Regions from separate parts of the Mus musculus genome. Here region 2 is linked to region 1. The links are chromatin contacts, called in public promoter capture Hi-C maps. All regions are on one chromosome and are shown on one strand. Each heading gives the region's core, a stretch centred on a gene start, on an enhancer-like site or on the middle of the called end of the contact. The rest is flanking DNA. Distances are from core to core; before and after follow the strand shown.

What was found. Promoter capture Hi-C pulls out the DNA fragments that hold promoters and counts their contacts.
Region 2: a contact with region 1 is called in a promoter capture Hi-C map of hematopoietic stem and progenitor cells, with 4 times the contacts expected there. The contact joins the promoter of Man1a here to the enhancer-like site in region 1. A contact is called at or near these places in 11 of 39 promoter capture datasets (the 3T3-L1 cell line, 3T3-L1-derived adipocytes, the C10 cell line and 6 more), 11 of 484 Hi-C or Micro-C datasets (the Ba/F3 cell line, the C2C12 cell line, embryonic fibroblasts and 7 more), 8 of 115 datasets of contacts at active chromatin or transcription factors (the 230-238 cell line, bone marrow-derived macrophages, double positive thymocytes and 5 more) and 3 of 9 other capture datasets (adipose tissue, liver and pancreatic islet).

What each region holds. Positions count from the first base shown.
Region 1 is chr10:53,886,126-53,890,737 of GRCm38.p6, forward strand. No RefSeq gene overlaps it. Among named protein-coding and RNA genes, the nearest start is that of Fam184a, 140 kb to the left of the region's middle. Within about 2 kb of position 2,401, at least 54 of the 459 cell types and tissues checked have an H3K27ac peak or open chromatin away from gene starts, as enhancers often do. A contact at or near this core is called in the Ba/F3 cell line, bone marrow-derived macrophages, fetal liver and 4 more, where this site is marked.
Region 2 is chr10:54,073,899-54,078,640 of GRCm38.p6, forward strand. It overlaps Man1a (mannosidase 1, alpha), which reads right to left and starts at 1,839. Exons shown (of 13, transcript NM_008548.5): 1 at 1,628-1,839; 2 at 518-1,372. The coding sequence starts at 1,126. Gm16998 (predicted gene, 16998) reads left to right here and starts at 2,024. Exons shown (of 3, transcript NR_038016.1): 1 at 2,024-2,955; 2 at 4,325-4,505.

The DNA.
Region 1 (4,612 bases), core at 1,151-3,650:
GGTATGAGAAAGATACTGTTGATATATATGTATTATACTTGGTATGAGAAAGATACTGTTGATATATATGTATTATACTTGGTATGAGAAAGATACTGTTGATATATATGTATTATACTTGGTATGAGAAAGATACTGTTGATATATATGTATTATACTTGGTATGAGAAAGATACTGTTGATATATATGTATTATACTTGGTATGAGGTCCTTTGCATCGTAGGAGAGAAGACATTGCTCCCCAGGGCTCTGAGCAACTTGTTCCTATTAATGCAACCAAGGTCTTGTCAGAATTCATTACACTCAGTCCAGAATTAATAATTTTATTAATTACATGTTAAGCAAGCCAAGTACTTGTTTGTTTTGCTGATTTCTTATTATAAGCTGATTACAGACCATTAATGTTCATTATATACTAAATTAGGTTTCGCATCTCCTGCAGCATATACTGGAAATAAGCAGTGAACACTTTGGGAGGAGTGGCTATAAAGGATGTCTGTTGCAAAGCTTTGGAAGCACGTACGTACTCAAGAGCCTTTTGCAATTATATATGACTCAAATATGAAGAGCTCTCAAGAGGGTTGTCCAAGTGAAGTTCTTAGAGTTGGTCAGAAAATAATTATGAAGTAATAACCGAGGAAAGAAAATAAAAGAAATAGATAGGAGTCTTGGAGACCAGTAACCAAGGGACAACATAGATCTCCCACATTGAAAAATGGCACGTATGGGCTGGAGGACTGTTCTTCCAGAGGTCTTGATTTCAATTCCCAGCAGCCATATGGTGGCTCACAACCATTTATTTATAAAGTGATCCTATGATATAAGAGCATACTGCATATCAGATACTTACATTATGATTCATAACAGTAACAAAATTACAGTTATGAAGTAGTAACAAAATAGTTTTATGGTTGGGGTCATCACAACATGGTGAACTGTATTATAGGATTGCAGCAGCATTAGGGAAGTTGGGAACTCCTGATCTAGAACCTTAGGTTATTGATAGGCAATAGAGGCACATCTACAAAATGCTTAAAATTCTGGGAGCTATCTGTTGACACAGAACGAGGAGAAAGGGCGAAAAGCTATGTTCTTACTGGTTTATTAGATGCTTATTGTGTGTTTTGATCTAAGTAAAGTTGAAGACAAATAGGTATAATTATTTTTCTATAAGAGGAATACATAACTTACATATTATTTTCCAGCTACTCACTTATGTATTTTAAAGTTGTTCTAATTTTTTTCCTGAAGAGTTGTTTCAACGGTTGTCCTAAGTTGGGTATTTCAGTTGTTATTTATCTGTTATCTAAAAACAAAGTAGTAAAAAAATTAGAAAGTGCCCCAATTCTTTTTGTTTTTTTTTTTTGAAAAAGGACAAAAATACTTAAATTCTGTCCTCTAAAAGGATCATTAAATGGCCCCATTCTGCATTCACATTATTAAGCTTATCAATAGCGACTAGGCTATTCACTTTGCATCGATATGAAGTGCTGACTGACATATAGTTTTCCAATTAGAAAGTTAAATTGCTTTTGAGGACTTGTTTTGGTTGTCCATCTCTCTTCTGTAGGAGACAAAGGGACCAGTAATGAGTAATTGCTATATCATGTACTAATGACACTTGTAAATACTCACCTTAGATGCCAACAGTACAGGAGGGAGGGACGCAGAGGAAGTTTCTAAGGTAACAACTGTAGTAGCCTTGAAAAATTACACCTTGCCATTTAAACCCATTTAGGAATAAGGAACCAATATTCCAAATGTCTTTTAGAAAATTAATTAAATAAAACTAAAATTCAGGAATGCACATTGCTGAGCAATATCAAACTAATAAGGCAGGTAGCCTTAAGTGATATAAACTTTCTTTCTGATACCATCATTTTGCTTTTATCATTTTCATGCTCAACTAAGTAGAATTTAAAGTTCTGCTCTCTGGTCTGGCGGAGGAAGACTTAGATAAGTACCTCTATCCCTCTCGAGAAAATTGGGAGCTAGGATCAGTTGCAATTGGAAGCAGAGTGTTCAAAGTTTTATCATGGGCATTGAAGACAGTCTTTCTGATGGCCAGGCTTTATTCGGGCTTTATTTCACTTCCATCTGTCCTTCTAACTTCAGAACAAGTGCTTTATGGGCTCATAAATTTCCTTCTCTGAAGCCTATTCCTTGAAAGCAGTTGTTAAATATCTTTTTTGAACTTTCCTGGATGCGTGAGTGTACCTTTTAACTGTTTAAGCTGAGTGGTAAGATTCGAAAGTTACTGGCTCAACAATATGTCCTGTGTTTTTTTTTTTTTTTTTGTTTTTTTTTTTTTTTTTTTTTACCGCGCAGAAAGGACTGGTAGACCACAGCACTGAAATTGCTCAATCTATCAGTTTCCAGCAGCTGGGGACTTGAGGCTTGTTTATCTTGCTTAAGGCCTCTCAAGCTAAGTGGAGGGCCTAAATGGCAAACCGTGGTTAGCTCTGTACAGTTTGCCAGGTAAATACCTGTTTCCTCTCATTTCTATTTGCTATCAGTCTGGTCCTTAGTGTGGCTACCTACACAAGGCAGGAACTACATTTCCCAGGTTCCCTGTTGTGACCTCCTAGTAGTCTCGACCAATGAAAGGTACTAGTAGATGCTGGGCAGAGGAGTAGGAGAAGCCACCATGTGTTTCCCCTCTATTTACTGTATTTCCTTCGTGGATACAACCTTGTTGGGCCATTTCTTTTCTGTAAGATGTCAGTCCACTAGAAGTCTAATGCACGTTTTGACTCTTATTTCTGATATGTTGCAATACAACTTCTGCCTGTGTCTTTCAGTTTCTGCTTGATGCGGTGACTTTTGAATTGTCATCCCATTCTACCACGCGGTGTAGCCTCTCAGTCCTGTCCATCTACAATCTGTGGATAATTGCCTGGCTTAGGTGTTGTTTTTACTTTGATTTTGTTATTTGGTGGTTTTTTGAGATTGAGTAATCCCGGGCTCTCTTGTAAGAGTTATAAAGGTAACGAACAGAAATAACACCAGAGGAATTCTCACTTCCTGCTATTCCTTTTGCTGTGCATCCGGTTTCTATCTAGGAATCTTAATGTATTTGTTATCAGAAAGGAAAAGGGTTTTTTTTTTTTTTTTTTTTTTTTTTTTTTTTTTTTTATGTCTTCTCTTTAGTTATAGGGCCCATGAGTATTTTATAAGAAAGGTCACTAGGGAGCCATCTAGTGACTTTTGCTTAGGGCAGTGGGAATTGGCACTTGGTTTTGATTTTTTATCCCAGAAGGAAAAAAAAAAACTCAGAAAAAAAACAAAGAAAAACCAACCCATACATCTTACTGCTAAGTCCTGTAGTCATACCTCCTGCCCCATGCCCTGCTTTCACATCATGGATGAAAAGGTAACTTCTGGGGAGGGGGAGGGGTGGGTGTGTTTCCCTTTCCCTTCATGCCCTTTACTTCAAAGTAGAACAAACCATTTACTTTAACAGGTATTCAAGTTTCGTTTCAAACAGAATGTCCTCTACAGTTAATCAATACATAAAACCTGTGAAGACATCGCTGCTGCTCCTGCCTGAACATGCTGGAGCCCTCTTTAAAGAATGAGCTGAGTACGTGCGCCAAGAATGCTTTTTGGTTTTGTGGTTTTTATCTGATCTCTGGGAGAGGTTAAAAGCCTAAATATACAATGTGCAAAGTCTGAAACATCTCTTAATGTGAGCATCACTGTGTGAAGGAGACCAGAGAGAAGAAAGTGATCTATACCACTTTCTTAAAGCAGCCAAAGAAATTGATGACCTTGTTAAAATTCATTATGTCTATCTACCTTTTAATCATGATTTTGACATCCTATACTGTTTTTTTATCTGGTACTTAAAGAAATTCTGTATATTGATTTATAATAGTGACAAAAGTCACTTTCGGATTTCTGTAGGGACTGATTAATACCTCCAAAATCCTTTGTTTTTTTTCTCCCTCTTTGTTCTGTAGCCATTTATATTAGCACCTGCTCCAGAGGTTGGTGACAAGAAGATAAGGTGGCTTAGGGGGAAATTGTAATAATTCATTTGTGTCACCAGTTAGAGTGGCTGAAGAAAGGCTAGCTGGGGAAAAGAAAGCTGAACTTGTTTGGAAAAAAATGTAACAACATCATTATTAATGACTTTCCTTCATTGCTGGAATTCTTTGTCCCATTACCAGGGTGGATTATAGGAAGGTTGCAGTCAGTTTATAGAAGACATTTGTTATTTACCTTACTGACATTGTCCTTTAAGTCCTCCACCCGGTACAGCTTGTGGAGATCATTGTCATGATGGTCAAGCATCTAATAAGCAAGCTAGACTCCAGTGGAGTAGAGGGTGTCTGAGGAGTGTTTGCAACAGTGTGAAGTCCATGATCAATTACAACAGGGTATTACAGCTTGAAATCCTGGAAGTCTTTTCTATGACAGCTGATATGCTTGGAAAACACAAAGAGATGGAAAACTGCCCTATTTTTGGTTGAGTTAATGAATGTTTCCTCCAATGGCAGATTATAATCAGGTATCTTATAGTTAAGGTAAACATAAGTTACTCAATGTTATGGCCTGAAATAGTGTATTGGTAGACCCTTGCAAGAGCTGTATCCTATTGTAGGGAGA
Region 2 (4,742 bases), core at 589-3,088, 190 kb after region 1:
AGGTCTCAGGTTTCAAGTTTACAGCCTGTTACACACACACACACCTGGCAGGGAGGGCCACATGACTGAACAAGGGGCGTGCGTTGGCTCACTGTTATAACCTGTGTCTCATGTGTGATTGATGCCCTGTGTTTACAGTCAGCTTCAATTTCAAACCACCTGCAAGCCTCTCTAAAGGGGACAGCTGCTCAGTACCTGCACAATGACTGCAGGGTAGACTAACTGCAGCCAGCAAGGAGGAGGCAGCTATCTCCTGTGCCCAGTGTATTCACTCACCCCTGCCTCTTATAGCTTAAGCTCACCAAAGCATGCAAGTTCAATGGGATTCAGCCCCAGATCCTCACTGGTCACTTATCCTGAGGTAGTAAAAGGAAAAACGTGTAGCCTTTGGCACGGTGGTGGAAGCGATGACTTCCCTCGCCTTTGCATGATAAAGGTGAAGTCCTAAGTTCCAATCGTTTATCAAACCTCCCAGAAAACAGCAGCGTGAGTGGGATTTCAGGCAGGCTTTACTCACCTCTTTGATCTTTGCCCTCTTCTCACGGATGGTGGCGTCAGCGGGCTCCCGGTTCTCTACCCCGACGGGGGGCAGGAAGTCCACCTTGGGCAAGCCCCTAAACAGATCCTTGTCACGCAGCTGGTCCTGGGCCACCTTTTCCTTCTCCAGCAGAATGTCTCTTTGGATCTCCTCCGGCAGCTTCTGCAGGGTCTCCTTGGCTTCCCTGAGAGCCCGCTCGTGGTTTTCGCGGATCCTGGCTAAGTTGTCTTCCAGTCCAGCTCCAGGGTCCCCAGGCGCGCCTTCCTCGCGGTGCCGGACTCTCCCCTCGGCGGCATCCTCCGCACGCGCCCCGAGCCCGGGCTTGTGCTCCGCCGGCGGCTGCAAGGCAGGGTTGGAGTGGAACAGGACCCCGCTGAGCAGCTTGGAGGAGTCAGGCAGGAAGAAGATTGCCCCGAAGCAGAGCGTGATGAAGGCGCTGAACACCAGCAGCAGCACGAACTTCTCGGTGAGGCGGAAGGCAGCGGGGCCAGACCCCTTCCTCCCGCCGCCAAGCCCCCCGCCCAGGCCACTGCCCAGGCCGCCGCCCCCAGGGCTACTGAAGAGCGGCAACAGGCCCCCCACGGGCATCGCTCCGGAGGTTGTAGCCGCCGGCTGACAGTCTGTCCAGGGGCCCGGCGCCGAGCCGCTCAGCAGCCAAACTTCGCTGCCGCCGGCTGTCAGCGGCTGCGGGGCCGGCTCTTGCGCATCCAGGCCGCCCAGAGCGCGTGTCTGGGCTGCGGGTCTCCCCGCTTGAAGCGGCTCCCCTCCGGCGATCCTCGCCGGGGCGGCTCCTTTGGCAAACAGGCACGCGCGGCAAACCGCTGGCTGCAGCCCCTGTTGGGGGGAGAGGAGACAGTAAAAGCGCAGTGGTTAGGAAGGTGCTGAGAAAGTTTCCAGTGGGGTCTCCGCCCTCCCCTGGACCCGGGATCCGCAGGACCGTATCCCGGCAGGCAACCCCGGGGTCCAGCCGCGGGCACCACCCTCAGAGCCCACTTTGGACTTGGGGTGAAGTTTTCCAGCCGCGGAGGCAGGGTGTCCCGCGACATCTGGGTCAGCACAGCGGGCACCTCGGTGGCAAGGGCGGCGCACCTCTGGGCAGCAAGGGCGCCGCGTGCGTAGGGGGTTCGTCAACTTCTCCAGCTGCCCATCTCCGAGCGCTTCCCGGCGGGTGGTAGCACGCGTACAGCCGGGTGGCTCTGAGGCCCCGGGACACGGCTCAGGTGAGCGAGCGCACCGACCTGCCGGCGTGAGCCAGCGAACCAGGCACCGTACTGCCCTCCGTCGCGGCCCCGCCGTGCACTAATAGCACTGCCGGTCTCCCGAGCGGTCGGAAACGAGGGCGGTGACGCGTCCGGAGAGTGACAGCGCGTCCGGGCCAATCTTACGCCTCCCAGGGTCCCGCGGGGGTGGAGCCGAGGCGGGGAGGGGGCCGCACGGGGCGGGGAGTTTACGGGAAGCGCTGCCTCTCCGGGACCCGGCAGAGGCGGGGAGGTCGCGGCTCCCCTGGGCTCCCGAGGACTGGAACTGCGCCCGGGAGCCGTGTTAAGACTCGCCCGGAGGACCAGAGCCGGAGTTGGTCCGAGCTTATTCCGCCCAAAACCTATTCAAGCCGAAGCCCCAAAGGTAGTGGATCCCCGAGTGACCACTACTAATATGGTAGCGACAGCTTGCCCCAGTACTCGAAATTGGCGATCCCGAAGAGCATGCAGGGGATTGCGGGGGCAAGCCGTGGTTTTGAAGTGGTTTTGAAGGCTTTTCTCCAGCCACCCCTTATTACCCAAGACAGGGATTCCCCGGTGCCCAATAACTCTCAAATCCAAAGTCTCCAGGCTCCTCCACAAAGCTTTTGAGCTCTCTACTCTACCTCGTTAAGAGCCTTTTACATCCTAGGCGACTTGGGGTTTGGGGACTGCTTGGGGCTCTAAGTATACACCCTCTTCCCCTTACAATAAACAACAACAACAACAAAAGTTGTATGACTCCCCCACACTCCCCCACACCCCCCCCACTTTCGAAATTCATTTACCTCATCGCAGTTGGTCAAATTTTCCATTCAAAGAAGACAGTTTTATGCTGCCAGAGCTCCAAGCAATAAATTGAACCCTGTTGAAATTAAGTCTTGGATGCGACAACTCCCAGCGAAGGCAAGACTTGGTCCAACAGAGATTGTTTTCAACACAGCCTTGCAGTATTCAGTCTCATGGAATGTCATGGAAACTGGCTCCACCTCCCATGACATCCATTGGAATGCCCTGCTGATATTGCATAGATCTACATTTTGACCTGGCTGGGAACCCCCTGCCTCAGGGTGAAGAGACAAGAAAACATTTCCCAAACTGTGTTATGAATCCCCTGTTGCTCCACAAAGAAACAGTTACCAGAGGGAAATTTGACTGACTTCCCACTCCTGAAAGCTGGTTTGTAGCAGCTCTGTTTACCCTCAACCTTCTCCGGAAACATGATTTTAAAGTGTGCCCTTTACTTGTCTTAAACCAGAGGAAAACAGCTGGCAACTTCCAGGAGAGTGCCCACAGCACAGTTGTTTCCAGGTGTTGTGCTGTGTGCATAAAGTAAAAAAGCCAAGGCAGAAATCCTAAGGTCGTTTTCGTTTAAATGTTAATTATCATTTTTAGCCATCACTGTTTGTTGTGTATTGGGTTTGTGCAAAATGAGCCAGTAACATAGTCAGAAGTTCTGGTTAATAAGAAATTATGGCTTGATAAATGTGACTTCATAGCTTGATTATTTTGATACTTGCTATGAAATTCTATGCCCAGAAGAGTGCAGCATATCCAAGCAGGGTAATAGATTTAGCTCTAAAAATGAAAGCAATAATGTTTTCTTTTAATGACGAAAAGGTAAATTTCTTTCAAAGTACATTTGTAGGTTGTGCTTAGGTTGAAAACCTAATGACTGAAATAATAGTGTTTATCTCAATGAGACCCTTGAAACAGCTACCTCACAGAAAGGAAGACAGATCCCTAGAAACAGGGGCTAACTCCTGAGGAAGCCAGTTGCTTTCTTTCTGGTCATTTGGTGATGGTAATTGTGCTGCCATTATTTTTCCAACTATGTTTTAAAAATGGGATTAATTTTAAAGAGACAGGAATACCTATGAACTTTGATTTAATTTGGTATATGTATTCCAGAAAGTAATAAAATCAACCTTTAAGTACATATACAAGGATATGACAGAGAAGTCTTAACTAATTCTGTTTCTAAACTCCTTAATCTTGACTCCAAATCAATCTGGGAATTTAGGATACTTCCTATAGTGGATGCATTAAAAATTTAGCACATCGAAATTTAAATTTTATTTATATATATTATTTCTAAACTTTTAAGGGGACTGTTCTTTTTATTTTGGTTCACTTTTGTGACACTTACTTTAAGATTCCCCCATCCCACCCCACCCCCAGTTTATCATTAGATGTAGGTTTATTGTAATTAAAGTTTGGTTTTGATAATCTACTTAACAAAGAGTTAGCCTGTGTGATGGAATATAAGTCCACATTCAAGGATGCCCATCTGTGTGAAGCAGGTTGAGAACGTGTTGAGAAATGCCCATACTCGGGCTACAGAAGGTTTGAAACAGACTCACAGTGGAGTTATTTTAAGGCATATGCTAATGAAATCTGCCTTGCAAATCTCTTTATATAGCCACCCAAGGCCCCATGTATGTATGGAAAGCAGGGAGGACAGACAGCAGGTAAGAATGAGCATGCTATAGCGGGCTGCCACGGTGTCTTGATCTCAGTGCTTAGAGCTCTTTATCTTCTCTCTCAGAAAAACATGGAGATGGGAAATGAATGAGACTACTTCCAGTTTCTCAAGCCATGAATCTTTATTCTGTCTCTTGAGTGAAGACTGCAGCTTACCTACCTGAAGGAATGCCTTGATCTTTGTGAACCCAGCGGTTTTGACAGGACTACTGTTTACTCATTGTGAATGGGCTAGCATAAACTTGGTCTGTCTGTCTGTCTATCTGTCTGTCTGTCTCTCTCTCTCTCTCTCTCTCTCTCTCTCAGCTAGTCCTTCTGATGTAAAGCTCTCTTGTCCTGTTTGCCACTTACCTATAAGTGAATTCTCACTTTATCTCTCTTTCAGTACTTTTATCTCAGTGTCTTTCTTTAACAATTTGTAGATACTTATGTTTTGAAATTTTAAGAATAGTCAAAGCATTCTCTGGTTAATATGGCTACTT